Regions from separate parts of the Mus musculus genome. Here region 1 is linked to region 2. A link is a contact called in public HiChIP or PLAC-seq data. All regions are on one chromosome and are shown on one strand. The core of a region is the stretch at or near the end of the contact, and the rest is flanking DNA. Distances in the headings are between cores, read along the strand shown.

Region 1 (6,770 bases), core at 2,456-4,955, 340 kb before region 2:
TAAACTATTGCTGACAGACACTGAGAATTGCTTCAGCAGCTTCCATGACAACATAAGTCTAATTCTAAGCCATTCTAGCACCACACTTTTGTCCTTATCAGAAAGAAATGTATCTTACAGAGAAAATAAGCAATTTGTTTTAACGTTTAACATAATGTATAAAATACCCAGTTTCTCTTTTTTAAAGTTTCAAAAACATCCATCACCTGGAAGAACAAACTATGATTTTACAAACTTTAAGCATCAATGATAATCTTAATAATTAAGGTTGGGCTAAAGTAAGACTTGGAGAGAGGAAGGTGGGGTTCAGTGGAGAAGACACATGAGGCTGGCCACCTGCATGTTTACCCTCCTATAATTACCACAAGTCTTCCTAATGTTTATTCTTTGATGTAAAAAAAAAAGCACACATTTTTTCTAAAAGTTTAACCAAAAAATATCAAGATATTTGCAAAACTAAATAGTGTTACAAATTTTCCTCTTAAAGAGTTTTACATTTGGCTAAATAAATGTCCCCAACAAAAATCAGTCAAGATAAAAGAAGGAAGAGGAAAGAAAGGGAAGGGAGCACTTGTCTTTAATTTCTCTTGAAATTTGTATTAGAAGTATAAATAATTGTATTCCTTTAAAAAATGACAGGGACAGCAATATAGCTCAGTGGGTCAAAGATCTTGTCACCCAATCCTGACTACAGGAGTTTGATCCCTGGAGTCCACTACAGGTAGGAGGAGGGTATTGACTCCACCAAGCTGCCCTTTGACTTCCAAATGAGGGCAATGACATGCACACCCCTGCATGTACATATCATAGAAACAGTAATACTTTTTTTCAATAAAAAGTTTAAAAATATTTCACAACTTAATCTTTGTGACACATTGCTTCCAAGAAATTAGAACAGAAAGACCAACAGGCCTATATAAGCTCTTTTTTTTTTTTTTTTTTTTTTTTTTTTTGTAGTTGTTGTTGTTGTTGTTTTTGGTTTTTGGTTTGTTTTTTTGGTTTTTGGTTTTTGGTGTTTGGTGTTTTTTTGGTTTTTGGTGTTTCGTGTTTTTTTGGTTTTTGGTTTTTGGTTTTTGGAGACAGGGTTTCTCTGTATAGCCCTGGCTGTCCTGTAATTACTTTGTAGACCAGGCTGGCCTCGAACTCAGAAATCCACCTGCCTCTGCCTCCCTGGTGTTGGGATTAATACATGTCCAGTACACTGACATCCTAAAGACTCTAAAACAAGTCCTAACAGAGATCATAGGAGAGTAACTTTATGAAAGAAGACTGGGGAAAGGCTCTGAGAAGTTTATTTGCCATAGTCCTTGAAGACATGGCAGACCTTCAGTAGATGGAGAAAGAGCATAGAGAAGGAGATAGGAATGTCAATGTATGCACATTTATAAATGCACAAATGCAAGACACATGTTAAATTGCTTGAGTCTCTAAATATAAGAAATTTTAAAAATAGAACACTTAAATCAAGTCTACTGTATCTCTGAGGATTAATAAACCCATGTCTGGTATAGGAAATGTAGGCTGATGCATAAAGAAGCAGCTAATTGCTCTTCTAATTTAAGACTTTGTAACAGGCTGCAGACACTATGACCAGCTTCCAGATGGTTACTCTGCACTTGGGGTAAGTGAGCAGCTAAAGAAGCATGAACCTAAGTTGCAATTTCTATAAACCTTGTTTGTTTGGTTTTCAGTAAGAAAAAGATCAGGCAAAGGTATAACATCTCAAAGCAGTGGTTCTGTGCATTCAAATGTGTTGGGAAACAAAAGTAAAAGGAGTAACAAATATAACCTCTCTTAGATGATTATCAATAACCAATTAACCAAAGTTTCTATACTACTATGCTATTATATAGGATACTTTAAAATGCTTTTAATATATAGTATATATGATGTTCTTGTTCATTGGTACATGTGTTCTAAGCATATATTCTAGAAAGGCTAAATGCTGGGAATAAACACTTCAAAGTAACAACTGCAATCAAAAGCTTATATACCAAATCCAGTTACTCAAGTCAGCTTTATTTTTATTCTAAACTGGTTCTATTATTAGGTAAATAGACTAAATACTATTTCCTTGGTAAATTTCATCTAACATTTCTGAAATACCTAGAAATATTGCAGGCACATTAGGAACAGTAAAAAGACACATGTTCCAAAGGCATACTGCATCCTTAGGCAGATTTAAATTACTCTCTGAAACCATTGCTATGGTTTGGATAAGTGCCCCCTTCCCTGAAAAAAGAGCATATGTTAAACACAGAGCTGTCATTCTGTGGTACCACTGGGAGACTGTGGGAACTTTAAAAGGTAAGGCATTGGAAGAATAAGGAACTATAGGAACTCTACCTTTTCCCTCTCTATTTAACTTCCCTGTCCCTATAGCATGAGCAGCCACTTCTGCCATGTGTTTCCAGCATGATCTCCTTCACCAGAGGCACAAAAGCAATGGCCCAACTGCCTGGAATTTAATCTCTGGGCCTACATCAGGAGTACCTAGCCAGCCAGAGCTACATGGTGAGACCCATCTCAGAAAAGAAAGAAGATGAAAGAAAACCATGTGGGCGCTGGAGGGCTTAACAGTTAAGAATACTTGTTGCTCTTGCACAGGACCCAAGTGCAGTTTCCAGTACCTATATGGTAGCTCACAAATATCTGAAACTCCAATTCCAAAAGATCAAAAGCATTCATCTGACCTTTGAGGGTACCAAGCAACCAAGTATACAAACCATACACGCAGGGGAAACACTCACATACATTAAATTTAAAACATGTTTAATTAAGCCCCTAAGCTAAATCTTCACACATTTTTTAATTTAACACAAACACACTTTAAGTGGCATTTGTTTAAGGAAAGAAGTCTGAACATTGAGATGCTGCATGTGAAATCTTTCTCCAAAACTGGTGTCTTTTCACTAGGGGCCTTTCTGGGTAGTGACAATAACTGCAATCACTGTATTCTAAATACAGCTAAGGGTGAACAAATAAAATTTTCACATATGTAAAAGCATCAACTTAAAAAAGGTTAAAGTCATAGAGTTGAGTTCAAAGAGCCAAGTTATGAGGGGAAAAAAAGCCTGTGTGCTTCTGTCCATATATCTGTTTCTATATGCATATACATAATTCAGATATAAAATGCATCTACCTAGATCCACTATCTCTAAAGCTGTATATCGGATGGTTTCTTTGTCAGCCTACCATATCTCCTTTCCCTAGGTACCATTCAGCTCCAAACACAAAGCTATCTAAAGGAAACTGGGAGAGAAAACACAAATATTTGAACAAATTAAAAAGCAAAAGAAATCTGAGATATGGAGTAAGTCCATTAAGACTTAGAAAGCAAAGTCAGCAAGGACCAGAGAATAGTATCGGCAACTAGATTTTCATTTCAGAGCCTGTCTTTACCCACATGTAATATGCATAATAATTCAAACACTGAAAGAGACAAGAGCTAATAATGAGAACATCTGATTCACACAAGTTTTGAGATAACAATTTTTTCTATAAATGTCCAGATAAAAAAGAGCTTAAGGTTCATTGCTACAAAACCTAATATTATCCTCTGAATTTGTCCCCCTGTTCCTCCAACACACACACACACACTCCCCACTCAAACAACCAAAAAACAAAAAAGCATTCTTAGCCTGGAAGTCATCAAAAACAAAAATGGATAGAGGAACTGGATTTGTTCCACTGGCCAGTTTGCCAACTTTTAAACCCAAGCAAGATTAAAGGGGGTGGGGGTGGGGGAATCTATCTTTAGCAAGACAGTTACTACAAGGATCCCTAGGGAGAACGAAACCAAAATTATTTACTCCCATGAAAGCTTAATTTATTGTTGGGAATTCCACTTGCATTTTTATCTGTATTTTGAATGAAATTATCAAGCATTCAACAAAATACATGCTTCCAAGTCAACATCAACAATCCATCTGTCACTTCATAAACAAAGGCTATTCATAACCTAGGCTTTCTGCACTCATCTTTATTAAATTAAAAACCCATATTTAAAAACTAGAGATAGATAGTTAGATAGATAGATGATAGATAGGTAAAGATTATATGAAAAAACAGAATATAAAATAAATAAAACTAAAGGCAAGTTCAAAATACTCCTTGAAATTTAAAGTTTTATCAAGCTGCTCTTGAACAGTCACATTCACATGGAAAAATGAAAGAATAAGAGCACACATCAGACAACAGACAAGCAAAAATAATTTTTAAATAAGCAACTTCTTACCCCCTCATAAGATTGCAGCCTTGGACACAGTCATCCATCTAGCTGACTTCTATTTGAATCATCTTTGTTGGGGTAAGAAGTGAACAGAGTGTGGAAATGAAGAGGGAAAGAAATTTTCTCTGCACAAAAGAATTCCAGCTGATTCTATAAATAAGTGAAATTTTCTGGAGCCCACACTACACAATGTACAACTCCATATATAGACTTCCCTACTCATTATAGCAAGACCATCTAAAGGAGCCTTTAAAATATTTTCTAGCAGCCTTATTTATAATAGCCAGAAGCTGGAAAGAACCCAGATGCCCCTCAACAGAGGAATGGATACAGAAAATGTGGTACATTTACACAATGGAGTACTACTCAGTTATTTAAAAGAATGAATTTATGAAATTCCTAGCCAAATGGATGGACCTGGAGGGCATCATTCTGAGTGAGGTAACACATTCACAAAGGAACTCACACAATATGTACTCACTGATAAGTGGATATTAGCCCAAAACCTAGGATACCCAAGATATAAGATACAATGTGCTAAACACATGAAACTCAAGAAGAATGAAGACTTAAGTGTGGACACTATGCTCCTCCTTAGAATTGGGAACAAAACACCCATGGAAGGAGTTACAGAGACAAAGTTTGGAGCTGAGACGAAAGGATGGACCATCTAGAGACTGCCATATCCAAGGATCCACCCCATAATCAGCTTCCAAACGCTGACACCATTACATACACTAGCAAGATTTTATCGAAAGGACCCAGATGTAGCTGTCTCTTGTGAGACTATGCCGGGGCCTAGCAAACACAGAAGTGGATGCTCACAGTCAGCTATTGGATGGATCACAGGGCTCCCAATGGAGGAGCTAGAGAAAGTACCCAAGGAGCTAAAGGGATCTGCAACCCTATAGGTGGAACAACATTATGAACTAAACAGTACCCAGGAGCTCTTGACTCTAGCTGCATATGTATCAAAAGATGGCCTAGTCGGCCATCACTGGAAAGAGAGGCCCATTGGACATGCAAACTGTATATGCCCCAGTACAGGGGAATGCCAGGGCCAAAAAAATGGGAATGAGTGGGTAGGGAAGTGGGGGGGAGGGCATGGGGGACTTTTGAGATAGCATTGGAAATATAATTGAGGAAAATATGTAATAAAAAATATTAAAAAAAATTTCTAATCCAAATGACAGAGGCTACACATCAGAGTAAGAGTGTACTCATGGCAAAGTACATTTGTTATTTGTTATATTTGTTATGGTGAGATAGAATACTCTTACATGTTAACTAGGTCAGGTTCACTGGTAGTCTGCCCATGTCAAATGTGGATATATTTGTTTAACTAATTTTGTTTGCCTGACCTATTACTCTAAGAGGGGCAATGCAGTTTTTAGTTATTATTAACAGTCTTATCTACTTCTCTTTGCCTTATGTATCAGACACTGCTGTCAGGTACACACAAGTTAAGGCTCAGTACGTTTTAATAATTATTCCTTTACCATTTTTGCAATGTTAGTTCTCCTCTGTTAAATTTGTTTATTGATAAATAAGGGGTCAAGGAGTCTGATACAGAAAGTAAGTTCATTATCACATATGATCTGGCCTGCTAGATCCTTACAAAGAACAGCAGGTGCTGGAGGAGTGTTGAGACATTTTTTTGTTCTGTCTTGCCATTTCTACTATAGCAAATGTTAAGAAAATAAAGATGCAGGAATAAAAAGAAAACCTAACACCAGTTCTTACATCATTTCCTACTGTAACTCAGCACCCAGGAGATGAAATATAACAAAATGAGAACATCTTCACAAAATTAACAGCAGCTGTGGCTCTACTCTGAAAAGAATTATAATCATTTTACTACGTCTATGTATTGGTAGACTTAGCATTATAAAATATTTATAGGCTTTTGTAAAATTATTGTATTTTACATCCAAATTAATTTAAGCTTGCTCCTTCTCAAAAAGTGAGTCTATTCATATCTATGTTAGACCTCATGTCAAATCTACTCGTGACAAGAGACTAATAATCAACACTCAAAATTTCTACAGACATGCTTCCTAGAATATGAGCATTTGTTACCAAGTCCAATGGCCTGAGCTCATGGTGAGGAGAGAGAACCAATTCCCACAAACTGTCCTCTGACATTCACATAAAAGCACTGGCAGAGCCATGCCCACATGCACACACATATATGTGCACAAAAATAAAACATAATTTTCATAAAGCCAGAAAACAAGGAAGGGACTGGAGGAGGAGTAAGACACAGGCAAGCAGAATGTAAGGGGAAGAGTTCAGGGGTAGAAAGGCTTAGACAGACGGGAGTGGGCAGCACGACAGGGTATCAGAACAGGGAGGATTAATCAGGATAAAGGAAGTATAATGGTCATATAAAATGACCATATGGAAAGTAAGACATGCCCATACATGTGATAGGAGCTTGACTATATAGGTGATAACCAACTGCCCTCTAACTAGATTTAAGTCCTATGAGAGGAGGTGACAAAGAATGAACGATAATCTGGCTAACAACCCAGGTTTG
Region 2 (6,659 bases), core at 3,744-6,243:
TCCAGCTGAGAGGGATCCGATGTCTCTTCTGGTCTCTGTGTGTACAGAATCTATGTGCATCTCTGTGTGTACAGAATTCTATGTAGTTTAAATCATCTCTAGATTCCTTATGCCTAACGCAGGGTAAATAGTATATATCACACTGCTATTCTATATTGTTTAGGGAATAATGACCAAAAAAATCTACATACTCAATGCAGATACAATTTGTTAATGTGCTTATTTATTTATATGTGTAATTGTTGGACAATTTTATATAAGGGACTTACGCACCCAAGGATTTTGATATCCACATTTGGCCCAGAACTAATTCTGAGGGGCAACTGTAGTCACTGTCCCTGAGGCAAAGTGTTCTTCAAACTCCCATCCTGCCCTCCTCCCTGCACATCTAACCAAGGGACGTCCTCATAAAGAAGGAGCCCCCGAGTTATCTTTGCAGCCCTGCGCCTCTGCCCGTTTGTTCCAGCTTCATCTCTGGCTGCTTCATAAGCCTGCAGTGATGCTCAGAAGTTATAACGGGTGAGTTCACTTCACAGTCTGCAGAGTGGGGCTTGGTGAAGGGGCGCAGTGTGAGCCTACACCAAGCCTGACAGCTTGAGTTCTAGCCCTGGGCTCCACATGATAGAAGGAAAGAACTGACTCCCACAAATTCTCTTCCGACCTCCACTTCTGGGCAAGGCATGCAGTGTGTCCTCTTCTCATGCACACTACAAATTAATTCATAAACCAACTAATTAATCAAGATGTAATTTTTTGAGACAAGGTTTCTCTGTGTAGCTCCAGATCTCCTGGAACTCGCTCTGTAGAGCAGGCTGGACTTGAACTCAGAGTCAGCCTGCTCCTGCCTCTCAAGTGCTGGGATTAAAGACATGTCCCATCATGTCCTGTTTATTTAAAAAAAAAAAAAGTTTTTAAATCAATAAAGCTAAACTGGACGTCACAGAGATAAGTATGAGTGCAGGTGTGATCTCAGCACTGAGGATGGGGGTGGGGATGGGGGGATGGGGTGGGGAGGGGGGAGGGGGAGGGGGTGGGAGAGGGGAGAGGGGAGGGGGAGGGGGGATGGGGGTGGGAGGCATAAACTACGTATAAAGAAGGAGACTGATCAACCTTCCAGGCTTTACACAAACTTCACCTTCTCCAGCTTTTTCTATGAAAGAAAACCCACTCAGACCACCCTGAGAGAGAATGGAAAGAGAGGAGTGGGGGGGGGCAGTTTATTAGTTCATGCAGCTGAGAGACCCAAGAGTAAACACTGCTGCAGCTGACGCATGTCCCCAAAAGAGGACCCTAAGATGCTCGCCTTCCCCAGCTGCTGACGTGTGTTGATGGCACAGGTTGACATCACTCTCCACAGGCTTGCTCTAAGCACCTTCACAGTGTCACCTGTTAGCTTTACTCTCTAACATGCTTGCTCTAAGATGCCTCCATTAGCTCTCAGCTCACAACCTACTGGCTTTGTGACTCAAATACCCAGTGCACCCTGGCTCAGAAACTCCAGAAAAGGCCTAGGAATGAATTTCCTGACTTGGTTTCACCCATATGCCTATCTGTGGCGCTTTCCTCTGAGGCCAGAAGAATGGACTATGTTAGTCAGCCCCATGGTCACTGTCTGAGGTCTCCAACCACAAGAACAGAATGGGGAGGTTCCCCTAAGGAAATGAAGGTTTTCCTTGAGTGAGGGATGTGGTTACTATGTAGCCCAGGCTATCCTGTTACTCTCTATGTAGACCAGGCTGGCCTTGAACTCAGAGAGATCTGTTGCCTTTGCCTCCCAAGTGCTGACACTAAAGATACGTGCCACCACACATGGCTTGAAACAAGACTTTCAACAGAAGAGAAAAGCGGGTCATCTCACTGCCTTTCCTGGAAATTTATTTACTCTATACATACAGTTTTTAAGTAGGATCCCATCATTTCATAGTATATATGAGGAACATCACTCGGTACCTATGGACATCTTTCTACAGCACTGATATTCATTCATTTGTTTGTTTGTTAGGGGTTCATGCATGGTGGATAGAGAGCAACTTTTAAAAGTCAGTCCTCTCTTTCCACTCTGAAGGTACCGGAGACGAAATTCATATCGTCAGGATAGAGGCAAGCACCTTTACCCACTGAGCCGTCTCACTAGCGCCCTGGTGTTCTGTTTGGTTTGCTTTGCTTTGTTGTTGGTTTGGTTTGGTTTAGTTTGGTTTGTCCTCTGCAAGAGCAACAAGTGCTCCTAACTGCTGAGCCATTTTTCCAGCCCTGGGAGCCCTGCTTTTGCCGAGGAAAATAACTAAGTAATCAAGAGCAGAGCCCCATTTCCTGGCTTATTAAAGTAAAAGTGTGCTTAATGGCTATAACTATAGGAAAGTCTCCCAAGGCGTCCTCTCGGTCACCAGAGTTCTGATTGCTGCTGTACTCAAGAGTCTACAAGAAACCAGACATCACCTCCTATTATGTTACACATTACAGGTAGCCTACCTGAAGGGGTTGAGTTCTGTGCCCAGAAGGCTGAACATGATGGCACATGCTTTTAATCCCGGCACTCAGGAGGCTGACACAGGCAGATTTTTATGAGGTCCAGGACAGCCTGGTCTACACAGTGAGTTCTGGGCTAGCCAGGGCTAAATAATGAGACCTTGTCTAAAAGAAGGGGGGGGGGGGGATGAAGAGACCACAGGTGTTTTCATTTAAGTCCAGTCAATTCAGCCTGATTCCACTTCTCCTGGGAACTACAACAGACTTCCTCCACCCTGTCAGTGCTGAATCCGCGGTAACACTTCTGTACTGTCTTATCATGCTGGAAAAGCTATCCTGCTTATCTCAGGAAACTCAAATAAGAAAATGCAAAGCTTCCCTATTTTACTCTCCCACGTTGCAAGTCCTCACATGCCCTTAAAAAAGGCAGGTAAGGTTTTTAAATAGGCTCATAGTATTACATAATATATAGGGAATATCTCTTGCTACCAATAGACATCTTTATGTTTATTTTATTACTTTTTATCTATAGGTATTTTGCTTTCGTGGATATGTATACCACATGAATGCAGTTCCCTTGGAATCCAGAAGAGGGCACGAGATTCCTCCTGGAACTGGAGTTACTGATGGTTATGAGCCTCCGTGTGAGTGCCAGAGATGGACCTGGGTCTTCTGTAATAGCAACCACTGCTCTTAACCTCTTGCAAGGGTTTTATTTTATTATGAGTTTTGGGAGGGTGGTTTTTTGTTTGTGAAGTGAAGTGAATTTACCATAAATTATTTGCCCAATCTCCTATTGTTAGGTAAATTAGATGTCTTACAAATTCTGTGGAATGTTTTAAAAATATAGTGAAGGGCCAGAAATATGGCTCAATGGGTAAAAGGCTCGCCATGCAAACCTGATGACCAGAATCAGATTCCTGGTGGGAGATGAGGAGCCAGAGGCGGTAGCACACATCAGAAATCCCAGCGTTCCTGTAGAGAGACAGTAGGCAGAAAGGAGAGAGTTGGTTGGAAGCATCTAAACCAGCGCTCCTGGAGTAAGAACCGCGGCAGCAGAAACACCAAGAGGGTCTGGGGGAAAGAAAACTGGCCCTCAAAAACAGTGTCTTCTGACCTCTACGTATGCACGATGGGCTCAGGGGCATGCACAAACACACACCCATACACACACACCCATACACACACCCATACACACACCCATACACACACACACCCATACACACACACCCATACACACACACACCCATACACACACACCCATACACACACACCCATACACACACCCATACACACACACACCCATACACACACACCCATACACACACACCCATACACACACACCCATACACACACACACCCATACACACACACACATACACACACACACATATACACACACACACACTCAAGCAAATAAAGTACATTCTTTTTTTAAGAAAAGATGGAACAATGCCAGGCCACAGCTTTAATCCCAGCACTCGGGAGGCAGAGGCAAGTGGATCTCTGTGAGTTCAAGGCCAGCCTGGTCTACAGAGAGAGAGAGAGATCCAGGACAGCCAAAGCTACAAGGAGAGAGTCTGTCTAAAAAAAAAAAAATAGATGGAACAATGTACAGAAAATAATAAAAAAGAAAGGAGCTCCTGACATCCTGTAGACCATACTAGAACCAGGAGTGTGTCTGAGCTCTGCTCCCAGCGACAAAGAGTTTTAGCTATCCACGGGATATAGTGCTTTCTCTGTCGGGGTCATGTTGGTGTGTGATATAAGTCCCTTAGGTTTCACTGTGTCAGATTCAGTTTTCTTTCACTAGACAGCAAACCACCCTAAAACTTACTGGGTTAAATCAACCATCTCTTTTGCTTATGCTTCTGTGGAGCAGCAATTTAACAGGACTGTCTTGGGTGGCTTTTCTGTTCCACACGCCTCTGCTCAGGGTCATTCACCTGGAGGCTATATAGAAAGGTCTTATATAATATTTCACTTGGGCACCACGTCCTTCGGCATTTATCCATATGGCCCCTCTCCTTGCTTGTGGTTCGACTGGCATTCCTCACAGTAGGGAACACTAAGACTTGGCAATAGCATCCAGAAATAGAAGCTGCTGGTGGTTTACAGCTCTGCCTTAGAAGTGTTATTTCCAATACACTGCGCTTGTCAAAGCCGGTCTCACTGTCTCTCGGAACTCAAATACTGATAAAGAGCCCTTGGCTGTCGGTGGGAGGAGAGGCAATCGAACCCAAAGCTACTTTTTAACCATCATCGTAAATATGATGAGAACGGACAGATTATAGGGTTTCTCTGTAATCAGGACGCACAGAACACCTTGATGCCACAGAACAGCAAGTTGTGAATATGGGTGTGGCCATCCAGAAGGAGCTTAAAACCGTCGTGTAACCAGCAATTTTGCCCCGGTTTTGATGGGTTCACAACTGCCAAGATTCAAATAGGACACTCACAACAGTGACACCATGTGATCCAAGCCACCAACTGCAACAAAGAGACAGATTTGGCCAGCCACTCTTCCACCTCCCACAGAGCTTCCTCTGCCCTGGCCTCCTGCTCGCACCTGCTTCCTCCTGGCGCTGGATTCCGCTCCTAAGATGAAACTCTCTCCCCCGAGCCCTTGTGACTCGGAGTTTTGAGATCTTAATGAGAACATTTCTGCTAAAAATTGGTTCTGAAAGAGCTGATGTGCCTGCTTCCTCAGACTGGCAGGGGGAGAAAAAAATAATGAAATTAAGCCCCATGAAAGTGGGTTCGTTTCCCATGTAAGAGCAATGATATGTTTCCATAAGAGAACCCGGGAGGCAGAAATGAATTGCTCTCACATTACTAGGGTCGAGTGAATGAGCCCAGATGGAGGAACTCTTGCATCCCCATCCTCGTTAGGAATGTACAGAGAGTTTCTTGCTGGTCCCTACTCTTGTCTGAGTGCTAATCGGGTTATCATGAAGTGAGTAAAGCCTAAATTTAAGAATCAGTCATCTAGGGCCTGAGTCCCCCTTAATTCATAAAAGATACTATTTTACAGTGTCTCTGAAGCAGAGTTGTTTTGAGGGTTTTAGTTGGTTGGTTGGTTGGTTGTTTTTGTTGTTGTTGTTTTTGTTGTTTTTTTTTTTTGTTTTTGAGAGGTATGTGATCAAATAAGTCACACAGTGATTAAAGATTCAGATTCCCAATAATCCATATGCAACCTAGGAGCCGGCCGTGGGTCCACTGCTCCCCACAGGGTTAGCCTGTGGCCTCTTTTAGAACGGCTCACACTCTGTGTCTTTATTTTCACTCTGATTGAATCAGTTTGGAGCTGACCAGCTCTTAAATGCTTAAATGTTTTCACAGCCTAGCCTAAAGCCCCATGCCTACTTGATTTATACAATTCATATGTGGCTGGTGTTGGTGGATTGAGACAAATATCTTTGCGGTACTGGAAATGACTCGGTTTTCTTTCCTTCCCAAGGCCTTGCTGCAAGCACAAGCCAGCATTCTAAAAGCCAGGGTTGAGTAGAGGATCACTCCAGGGAAGAGGGCTCTGCCTTGGCCATCCCTAAGTCTTTTCTTGGTATTATTCCTGGACCCTTGGGAAGGAATCAAGATGTGTTCCATTCAATCAGGATCATTTGTAAACAGCCGAACCTCTCTCTGCTTCACTGCAGTTCACAACACTGGGAATTACAGCAACCAGCTTGCAGAGCAAGGAGGGCTGTGAAATTCAATGTCACACATGGCAAACCTTTCTCTGGAACCTTTTCATATCATGACCTTTGTGTGACACTGATGTGGTTTTGGAGCGTATCTTCCAGGTTGTACAAAGCAGCTGGACCAGTTGGGACAAGTGGGGGGAGCGCCCTGGGCCTCACATCATCTCCACTACCATCACCCCCGACTCTGTCCCTGCCCCTGCCCCTGTCCCTGCCCCACCTGACACCTTCAGAGCCTGGTGTTAGCAGGTCCTACACACTCAGTTTCACTCTATGGACTCAGAAGGAGAAAGAACCCTGCTGTGGAGACTGATCCGTCCTTGATAGAAACGGACCCGGAGTGTTTGAGAAGAAACCTGGCAAGAGAAGGGAGGAAGGAAGAGAACAGGAAAAGAAGAGAGAGGAAAAGAGAGGAAGAGGGGAGGGGAGGAGAGGGGAAAGGAAGAGGAGAAGAGGGGAGGAGAGGGGAACTGGAGAGAAGAGAAGGGAAGA

What was found. HiChIP or PLAC-seq counts read pairs in DNA pulled down with a chosen protein or histone mark.
Region 1: a contact with region 2 is called in a RAD21 HiChIP or PLAC-seq map of pro-B cells, with 4 times the contacts expected there. The contact joins two enhancer-like sites. A contact is called at or near these places in 2 of 15 datasets of contacts at CTCF or cohesin (the NIH/3T3 cell line and pro-B cells), 2 of 484 Hi-C or Micro-C datasets (the CH12 cell line and embryonic stem cells) and 3 of 115 datasets of contacts at active chromatin or transcription factors (astrocytes, embryonic stem cells and large pre-B cells).

What each region holds. Positions count from the first base shown.
Region 1 is chr12:77,343,691-77,350,460 of GRCm38.p6, reverse strand. The region is part of intron 4 of Fut8 (fucosyltransferase 8); the gene reads right to left. Among named protein-coding and RNA genes, the nearest start is that of Gm25926, 71 kb to the left of the region's middle. Within about 2 kb of position 3,705, at least 3 of the 459 cell types and tissues checked have an H3K27ac peak or open chromatin away from gene starts, as enhancers often do. A contact at or near this core is called in pro-B cells, where this site is marked.
Region 2 is chr12:77,007,700-77,014,358 of GRCm38.p6, reverse strand. The region is part of intron 1 of Gm35041 (a long non-coding RNA gene); the gene reads right to left. Among named protein-coding and RNA genes, the nearest start is that of Gm35041, 39 kb to the right of the region's middle. Within about 2 kb of position 4,993, at least 60 of the 459 cell types and tissues checked have an H3K27ac peak or open chromatin away from gene starts, as enhancers often do. A contact at or near this core is called in pro-B cells, where this site is marked.